Regions from separate parts of the Sus scrofa genome. Here regions 1 and 2 are each linked to region 3. Evidence: chromatin contacts called from public Hi-C and HiChIP or PLAC-seq data. All regions are on one chromosome and are shown on one strand. Each heading gives the region's core, a stretch centred on a gene start, on an enhancer-like site or on the middle of the called end of the contact. The rest is flanking DNA. Distances are from core to core; before and after follow the strand shown. Region 1 overlaps CHD7 (chromodomain-helicase-DNA-binding protein 7). Region 2 has its middle 9.0 kb from the start of CHD7. Region 3 has its middle 120 kb from the start of CLVS1.

Evidence for each region. Hi-C and Micro-C count contacts between places; a contact is called where the count stands out from the background. HiChIP or PLAC-seq counts read pairs in DNA pulled down with a chosen protein or histone mark.
Region 1: a contact with region 3 is called in a Hi-C map of skeletal muscle, with 3 times the contacts expected there. The contact joins two enhancer-like sites. A contact is called at or near these places in 2 of 47 Hi-C or Micro-C datasets (embryonic fibroblasts and skeletal muscle).
Region 2: an H3K27ac HiChIP or PLAC-seq map of skeletal muscle shows a contact between it and region 3. The contact joins two enhancer-like sites. A contact is called at or near these places in 1 of 5 promoter capture datasets (fetal liver), 8 of 47 Hi-C or Micro-C datasets (brain, fetal heart ventricle, heart right ventricle and 4 more) and 2 of 2 datasets of contacts at active chromatin or transcription factors (alveolar macrophages and skeletal muscle).

Annotation. Positions count from the first base shown.
Region 1 is chr4:72,643,506-72,646,249 of Sscrofa11.1, reverse strand. The region is part of intron 3 of CHD7 (chromodomain-helicase-DNA-binding protein 7); the gene reads left to right. Among named protein-coding and RNA genes, the nearest start is that of CHD7, 110 kb to the left of the region's middle. Within about 2 kb of position 1,264, at least 26 of the 83 cell types and tissues checked have an H3K27ac peak or open chromatin away from gene starts, as enhancers often do. A contact at or near this core is called in skeletal muscle, where this site is marked.
Region 2 is chr4:72,762,075-72,764,880 of Sscrofa11.1, reverse strand. No RefSeq gene overlaps it. Among named protein-coding and RNA genes, the nearest start is that of CHD7, 9.0 kb to the right of the region's middle. Within about 2 kb of position 1,325, at least 2 of the 83 cell types and tissues checked have an H3K27ac peak or open chromatin away from gene starts, as enhancers often do. A contact at or near this core is called in skeletal muscle, where this site is marked.
Region 3 is chr4:72,380,567-72,383,266 of Sscrofa11.1, reverse strand. No RefSeq gene overlaps it. Among named protein-coding and RNA genes, the nearest start is that of CLVS1, 120 kb to the right of the region's middle. Within about 2 kb of position 1,381, at least 6 of the 83 cell types and tissues checked have an H3K27ac peak or open chromatin away from gene starts, as enhancers often do. A contact at or near this core is called in skeletal muscle, where this site is marked.

The sequences.
Region 1 (2,744 bases), core at 15-2,514, 260 kb before region 3:
GCTGTGGGCGCAGAGCAGAGTGGCCCCCGGGGTTGTCTGTGTGCTTGTTCACTGAGCTGGCACCAAGGGAGGTTGATCAAGGTCCGTCCTTCCATTCATGTGTCTTAGATCATGTGGCTACCACGCAGCGGGGTTCTGTCTGTAAGTTGCTGCAGTTGGTCTAGCCTCAGTCAGTCTGAGCCACAGGCAGAGAATAGGCCCCTGCTCCCCGCCTTCCAGATGTGTGTGAATGATGCCGTTTGTGCCAGGCACCTGCAAGGTTTTCATCCATGATCTCACTTAAACCTCATAACCTTGGAGCAAAATACAGTTACTGACCTCCTTTTATAGGTGAGGAAACCGAGGCTCAGGACAATTAAGTGACTTATCCAGGGTCGCAGAGATCCAGGTTATGAGTGACAGAGTTGGAACCTGAACTGAGGCTCTCTGACTCAGATCAGAGCTCTTCACCCCCGTTACTCTCCTTGGCTGAAAAAAATATTCTGATTTGGGTTTTTTGGGGGCAAAGCAGTCTTAATGTAACTCTTCATTGAAAATCCAAATTAGCTTATTGCAAAAGAGTGACAAAAGCAATGTAATGTAAATAAATTTATCTTGCCCTCAATGGTCTCGGGATGGACATTGAAGACTGTAGCCTTTTTGACTTCCAAGGGCGCTTTTGATTGGTGTGTTGATATCAGGAGAGCAAGGAAAGCCGTCGCTGTCTCTGAGCAATGTTAACTGTGTGGTGTGGTGACTCTAGGAAGGAAGCTTCCAGTCCGCAGAGCTGGGGGAGCGCTGCCCCGGCCACAGGCGTTTCTCCCAGCATTCGCAGAGATCCTGCCACCTTTCTTGGTCTTGGCGGGTCGGCAGAGTTTCCTCCTTGGGAAGGGCAGATGGAAAACCATTAGCACATCTCTCCCTCGGCAAATTGCTGTCTCCTCCTCCGACCTGGGCCCTAGCGGGCCCCGAGCCGGTGAGCCCTTCCCTCCTGTACGGTCGTTCACCCAGAGGGCGGCCACCCCACCAGATTCAGGATGTCCTTTGCTCCGGTGCAGCGAGGGCACCGGGAGAGCACTAGCCGCAACTTACTCTACCTGGCAGTGGTTCAACTCTGTGACAGGCCTACCTCTGATTTAAACAAATTTGAGAAATATGTAAAGTTTTGGAAGCAGTTTTGCACTGATTTGATAAAAGAAACCACAAAACACTGCAGCGCAGGTGTTGAGAATGTTTGAAAGCTGATTGAGGGAAGCAGATGGCTTTAGTCAGTGGCATCCAGCCAAAAGAGCAGGTGCTGGTCATGTGACCGCTGGTTACCAGGGTAATCTGATTGCTCTTGGCGTGCAGATGAAAGGAGAGGGGCCCAGCGTTCAGCTGTAGTATTGTATAATTTGTGGCAGTTAGAGCGGAAATAAATGCTGGAAATGGAGCCTCATAGTAGGGGAGACTTCTGTCCATGTAGCGTAAACACTAGGACAGTTGGATGAGGAACTGTTGTATGGATTTTTTTTTTTAATTTAAAAATATTATGCTTTCTGTGGATCTTTTGGGGGCTTAAAGTTTTTAGGACAATGCTTTTTTGTTTTTGTTTTTGTTTTTTAAATCAAAAGAACTCTTTAAACCTAGCTGCTGTTTGCTATAATCTTGAATTGTCGTAAGTTTTTTCCCTTATGTGGCTATTTACTATGCTAAGATATTAAGAGAACAAAATAAGAAGCTCTGAGTATTTAAGAATAGCTAGTTTAAGATGATGAAATATTTTCTTAATTCATTACAAAAAATGCCTTTAGGTGTGCGATTATATTAACAAGTAGTTTTGAGATATTTTATGTGACACATGCTTTGCTTAAGTAAAAGCCTATAGGTATCTTGGCCTCTTTTGTAGTAGTTGGGACTGAAAAGAAAATGCTATGTAATGCATTCTGGCAGCATACTTTTCTAAGAATTTATGAACTTAAATCAACTTTTCAAAGGTGTTTGAAATATATCTTCTGTTTTTAAAATGTATTAGAGTTTTAGCTTCTCTTGAAATGGTAAAAAAAAATTATTACTGAGGTTGGATTATTTTAAATGTTGGCTAATAAGTGGTAGTCAATATTGGAAAACCTTGGGGCTGGTTTGGAAAGTGGTGTGGAAGGTAGCACTAAGTATACATTCGAAAAGGATGGCAAATAAAGGTTCTAAAAGTGATGGTGAACTTAATTTTTTTTTCCTTATAGTTCATCCCTGTCTGTTGACTTCTATAACATCCAAATCCTATTAACATTTGACAGAAATGTACTATGGAACACATACTTAATTACTGGGATCGCTTTGCTATATTTTTGTATTTTGGAGACCTAGGTTTTGAAAAAAAGACTATTGTGACAACCTCAAAAAAAAAAAGAAAAAGAAAAAAACCTTAGCACCGAAATAAAGCTTGTGTTCACTTAGGAACACAGCATTAAGTAAAATTATGTAGGACAGGAAATTGCTATACATTTTGTTCTATTTTAAAAGGTTGTAAATTGGATAAAAACGTAGGTGGCTGGTATAAAAGAGGACACATAGTACTGGTCAAGGAAAGGACTGAAACAGGAGTGTTTAATACTATCTGCAAGAGACACAAAGAAATGATCATTATGCTCTAGTTTTCCTTGACTGTTTTAAAAAATATATTCTGCACCTTAAAAACAGGATAACAAAACTTCTTAACTGGTATTTTCATTATGGCTTGGTATATTGGCAGGAATTTTGTATTGTCTAGATGAACAAATGTACTT
Region 2 (2,806 bases), core at 76-2,575, 380 kb before region 3:
GGAGGGGTCCTAGTTTTCTTTTTGGATGTGCCCACAGTATGCAGAAATTCCAGGGCCAGGGAAACTGCAGAGAGGCCTTAGGAGACGGTTAATCCGAGGTCTTGCTAGCTTTCTAAATGAAAAGCCCCAGTATATCCTCTCCATCACATTAGAAACACATTAGAAACATATTAAGAAGTAATTACTTTGGAGGAAGTTAACTATGCTAATTTACAAATTAAGATAAAATTAAGGATGTTTCTCCTTTCAGATTCAAGTACACAGAATGTTTTTTAAAAATGATTCCTGCCTTTCTGTATGCAGCCATCCCAACACCTTAAATGCGACACTCACGGCATAAACACAGGAGGTGTCATGTGCCTCCTCTATGTTGGGGACCGGGCCAGGCGCTGGTCCTGAAGCACCCTCTCACAGATCTGAGCGGCATCCTGAAGAGGCAGGCTCCATGACTGCTGCCTTTCACTGCGGAGCCTGTAGCTCACAGTGGTTCATATTTCCACCCAGAAGAAGGCATTTGTCAGAAGCGGTTGCATAATTCTCAAGTCTGTCTTATCCAGAGCTTCAGAGCTTATGAAAATCGGTCAAATGTGCCTTTTTCCCCTTTAGAGCAGAGAAGCACTTACACAACTGGATATAAAGGAGTTCGGTTCACCATGATGGATCCTGAGAAAGGCAAGGCATCTTCTCAGAGCTATCGGATTTCTATTTAGGGTGGAGAAGACCTGGGTTTGAATCCCATCTTTGTCATGCACAGCAGGGCAACCTCTCAAGGCTCAGATTCCTCCTCTGTCATTGAGGGTTGTGTTACATGATCTGCAAAAACCGAATTGAAGAGTCTTTCTTTCTTTTTCTTTTATCTTTAGGGCTGCACTCGCAGCATATGAAGTTCCCAGGCTAGGGGTCGAATCGGAGCTACAGCTGCCGGCCTACACCACAGTCACAGCAACGCCAGATCCAAGGCATGTCTGCGACCTCCACCACAGCTCATCGGATCCTTAGCCCACTGAGCGAGGCCAGGGATCGAGCTGTCGAGCTCATGGATACTAGTCGGATTCATTTCCACTATACCATAATGGAAACTCCCTAAACCAAATGGTCTTTCTACTGTGAGTATTTGGACCAGGGAGGAAGAGGGCCAGCAATAGCTATTGGCAAATCCCTTAACCAGTTAAGTGTGGGAGTATCATGAGGTCTGATACATGAGATATTGAATTAGGCAACCTGGAATTATGACCTGTTCTCATTTTACATTTCAAAGCACAGCTTTGAGTTTGACATAGTTTAGCCTAGAATTGTCCAAGAACTTGCAATGGTAATATTATGTTCTCCTGTATGACACGGACACTGCTGAGATCACCAAAACAAAAACAGCACCCAAGGCCTTGGCCTGGTTTACTCTGGAATCCAACCAAATGAGCCAACCAGCCAATCAGGGACTTCAGGGACTAGAAGGAAGAGGAGACGTACTTGGTTTCTTCTTTGCTGTTGTTGACATACTTATGTCCCCAAAGAGGATTTGGGATGGCAGAAATCTCTACATAGCATATTGTCATCACATACAGTTCATGTCCTATGTTTAAACAAAGGACCCATGACTGGAGCTACTTGATGACTCCCAGTGACAAGGCAAGCTGATCTTGTCTGGTCCCTGGGAACCCCTGCTCTGGCTATGTGCTCAACCATCCTCCTGGGTCTCTGCAGAAGACAATGACTCCCCTGGGTGATCCTGGCAACTCACCACTGGTACTCCTTTCCCCAGGGCTGAGCATCACTTAAGAAAGCCGGATAATGACTTGGTGGTTCTACATTTCAGCTTAGGACTCAAGGAGGCTCAGGACTCAGTGAGCGTCCTTTTACTTTCTTTGTGCAGCTCCTTTCTTTCCCATGGAGTCTATTTCAAAACTTGAAAACTTGCCTCAAATCTCTTGCCCATTCATGAACATTTCAATCTCAGGAGATGATTCCTGAATTAATAAGACAAACAGAAGCTGTGAAAAATGAATTTGTGTAGTTCCCGTCGTGCGCAGTGGAGATGAATCTGACTAGGAACCATGAGGTTGCAGGTTCAATCCCTGGCCTTGCTCAGTGGGTTAAGGATCTGGCAATGCTGTGAGCTGTGGTGTAGGCTGGCAGCTGTAGCTCTGATTAGAGCCCTAGCCCGGGAACCTCCATGTGCCATGGGTGTGGCCCTAAAAAGCAAAAAAAAAAAAAAAAAAAAAAAAAAAAAAAGAATTTGCCTAACTTTGTCATCTCTCTGTATCCCAACCTATAGACTGATTGATTGCCATTTTCACCAGCCTTTCTTTGGTTTCAAAAAACAGGTGTCACTCTTCCCATCAAGCCTCAGCTCGATGCTGTTCCCTCCCAGCTGGCATTACTCTCCTATGCTGTCATCCCCTCCCACTCTGGCTCCTGTCTTTCTCTAAAGTAATGCACATCACCCTCACATGCTAAACAAAAAACTGCTCCTCTCTCCTCCATGCGAGTTCTCCTCCAGAGTTCCCCTCCATCTCTCTTCATTTCGTAATCAAATTTCTCAGAGTCTGAAATCCAGACCTTCTGCCTCCACTTCCTCAACATCCATTGGCTTTCTCTCCCCTCTGTGATTTAGCTTTTCCCCTCAGCTCCTGAAACTGGAAAGGTTAACAAAGACCAAGGGCAATGAATGCTCTTCACTCCCCCGCTACCAGTTCTGTCTGTGACATGTGGTCCTATTGCTCCTTCCCTTCTGGAAACTCTTCTGTCTTGATTTTTACTTTTTCTTTCCAAAGAGTCTTCATGTGTTTTCTCCAGTGGCTTCTCTTTT
Region 3 (2,700 bases), core at 132-2,631:
TTCCTTCCTTCCTTCCTTCTCTTTGTCTTTTTCAGACTGCACCTGTGGCGTATGGAGGTTCCCAGGCTAGGAGTTGAATCAGAGCTGCAGCTGCCGGCCTACACCACAGCCACAGCAACTTGGGATCTGAGCTGCGACCTACACCACCACAGCTCAAGGCAATGCTGGATCCTTAACCCACTGAGCAAGGCCAGGAATTGAACCCTTGTCCTCATGGATACTAGTCAGGTTTGTTAATTGCTGAGCCATGACCGGAATTCCCCTTGTGCCTTTCTGAAGTCTCTGGGGGAGAATCTATTTCCTGGGGGCCACCCACATTCCTCCATCTTTAGAACTAGCAATGACTGGCTTGTCTTTCTCACATCGCATCATTCTAACATCACTTTTCTGCCACCTCTTCCACATTTAAGGATCATTTCAGGGCTCAGTCCATCTGGATAATCTAGAAAAATCTCCTTACTTTGACCCCAGCTGATTAACAACCTTAATCCCCCTGACCTCTATTGTAACATAATCACAGTTTCTGGGAATTGAGACTTGAATGTCTTTGGAAGCCATTATTTTGCTTTCCACAAAGGGTGCTGCTGGGGCTGGCAGCCACAGCCATACAGTGGGGGCTGGGCCACAGCAGGAATTAATGACCACAGATGGAGAGGCATGAACAAGATGTGTCCCTGACAGGAAGATGGTGGAGAAAGAAATGCATTGGCTCCTCACTGCAACCGTGAGGTTGATGGTTCGATTCCTGGCCTCGCTCAGCGGGTTAAGGATCCAGTGTTGCTGTGAGCTGTGGTGTAGGTCACAGATGTGTCTTGGATCCCGTGTTGCTGTGGCTGTGGTGTAGGCTGGCAGCAGCAGCTCCAATTCAACCCCTTGCCTGGGAATTTCCATATGCCACAGCCCTGAAAAAGACCAAATAAATAAATATATATATAAATAAAGTTACTGTGAAGAAATTTACAGCAAATGGGATTCAAAGGATTGCTGTCTGGGGGAACTGTCACTGTGAAATCTACATACAGATTCTTTAGCACCTTGTGCCCTCAGGCAGCAACAAGCCCCGGTGAGAAGGCTTTGGCAAGGGAAGAAGAGGGAGGCACCACGCTGATCTCGGGTTACCTTTCTTTCTGGAATACACTTGCCTGCTTGCTTTTTGGGGGGCCCTTTCCCCCCAGCAAGACCTCATCGCCTTTACCCGCTGTGGCCTGGCCTTCGCTGGCTTACCTTAGCAATGCCGTCTCAGCAGCGGGCTGCCAGGCCGACATCAGACTCTGAGCCACTGGGGTGACTGGGTTAATGGCCCTGCGTTTTCCCTGGAGGGGCAGGGACAGACAGGCCAGGCTTTGTCTCTGCCAGGAGAGCTCTGAATGCAGAACTCCACCCCAGGCAATGTGCCTGGCAGCAGTGGCCAGCTCCGTCACCTGGCTGGGCTTGACCACCAGCCCTGCGCACGGCTGGGTGCTTTTCTGAGGGAAGGAAAATGCGTCTCTGTTCTCCTGCTTTCTTCCTGAACCCAAGTTTGGTTTGAGTTCTAGAAGCCATGCCTTTACATGGCTCCACCTCTGCTGGAATTTTGTGTGGCTCCAGCGATCTGCTCTGAGAAACCTGTGTGTCAGAAGTGAGGGAATGGTGTTGGAGTCATGTTTTCATCACTCTTTCCCCCTTTCCCACCCACCCCCGACTGTTTCCTTCTTTTTTTTTTTTTTTGGTTTTTTTAGGGCTGCACCCGTAGCTTGTGGAGGTTCTCAGGGGGCTAGGGGTCAAATCAGAGCTGTAGCTGCCAGCCTACACCACAGTCACAGCAACACGGGATCCAAGCCATGTCTGTGGCCTACACCACAGCTCACAGCAACGCCGGATCCTTAACCCACTGAGAGAGGCCAGGGATCGAACCTGCAACCTCATGGTTCCTAGTCGGATTCATTTCCGCTGCACCACAATGAGCAGTCCTCCTCCACTGTTTTCTGACTCAGGGACTCAGGGCGTTGATGCTGGGCATTTCCACGTGTGTTGTATCACCTTGTGGATGATGAGGGCAGAGACCACAGCACGTATTCCCCAAGCTCGATGCACCACTAAGAGTGATGGTGGTTTAGTCGCAAGAAAACTCAGAGGCTGTTATTATTATTTCCTTTATTTAAAACATGAATAAACTGAGACTCAAAAGGTTGGGTACCTCTTGGCCAAATTAGGTCCCCCACCCCACTTCACAGGCTGAATAGCCCTAATTCCCAGGACCTCAGCCCTGTGACCGAGTCTGGAGCTGGGATGTTCCCAGTGATCCTTACACTGACTGATAGGAGGTCATGAAGGTGGGCCCTGACCCAGCACGCCTGGTGTCCTTCTAAGAAGAGGAGCCGAGAACACAGGCACAGAAGGAGGACAGAGTGGGGACATGGGGCGGGGGGGCTTCGATCTGTAAGCCAAAGAGGCCGCAGAAGGAACCCATCCTGCAGACACCTTGAACTCAGACTTCCAGCCTCCGGAACTGTGAAAAAATAGATTTCTTTCATTTAAGCCCCCAGCCTGTGGTGTTCTCTTCCAGCAAAGTAGCACAGGAACTTTCCCAAGGCTACACACCTGGCAAGCCGGACCATAGAACCTGCGTTTTTCAGTGTCAACCTCATAGTTTTTCTATTCATATGTTCTGAGTAATACATGTAAGCAGTAGTTAATATTCTGAAAGGATGTCTCTCCTTT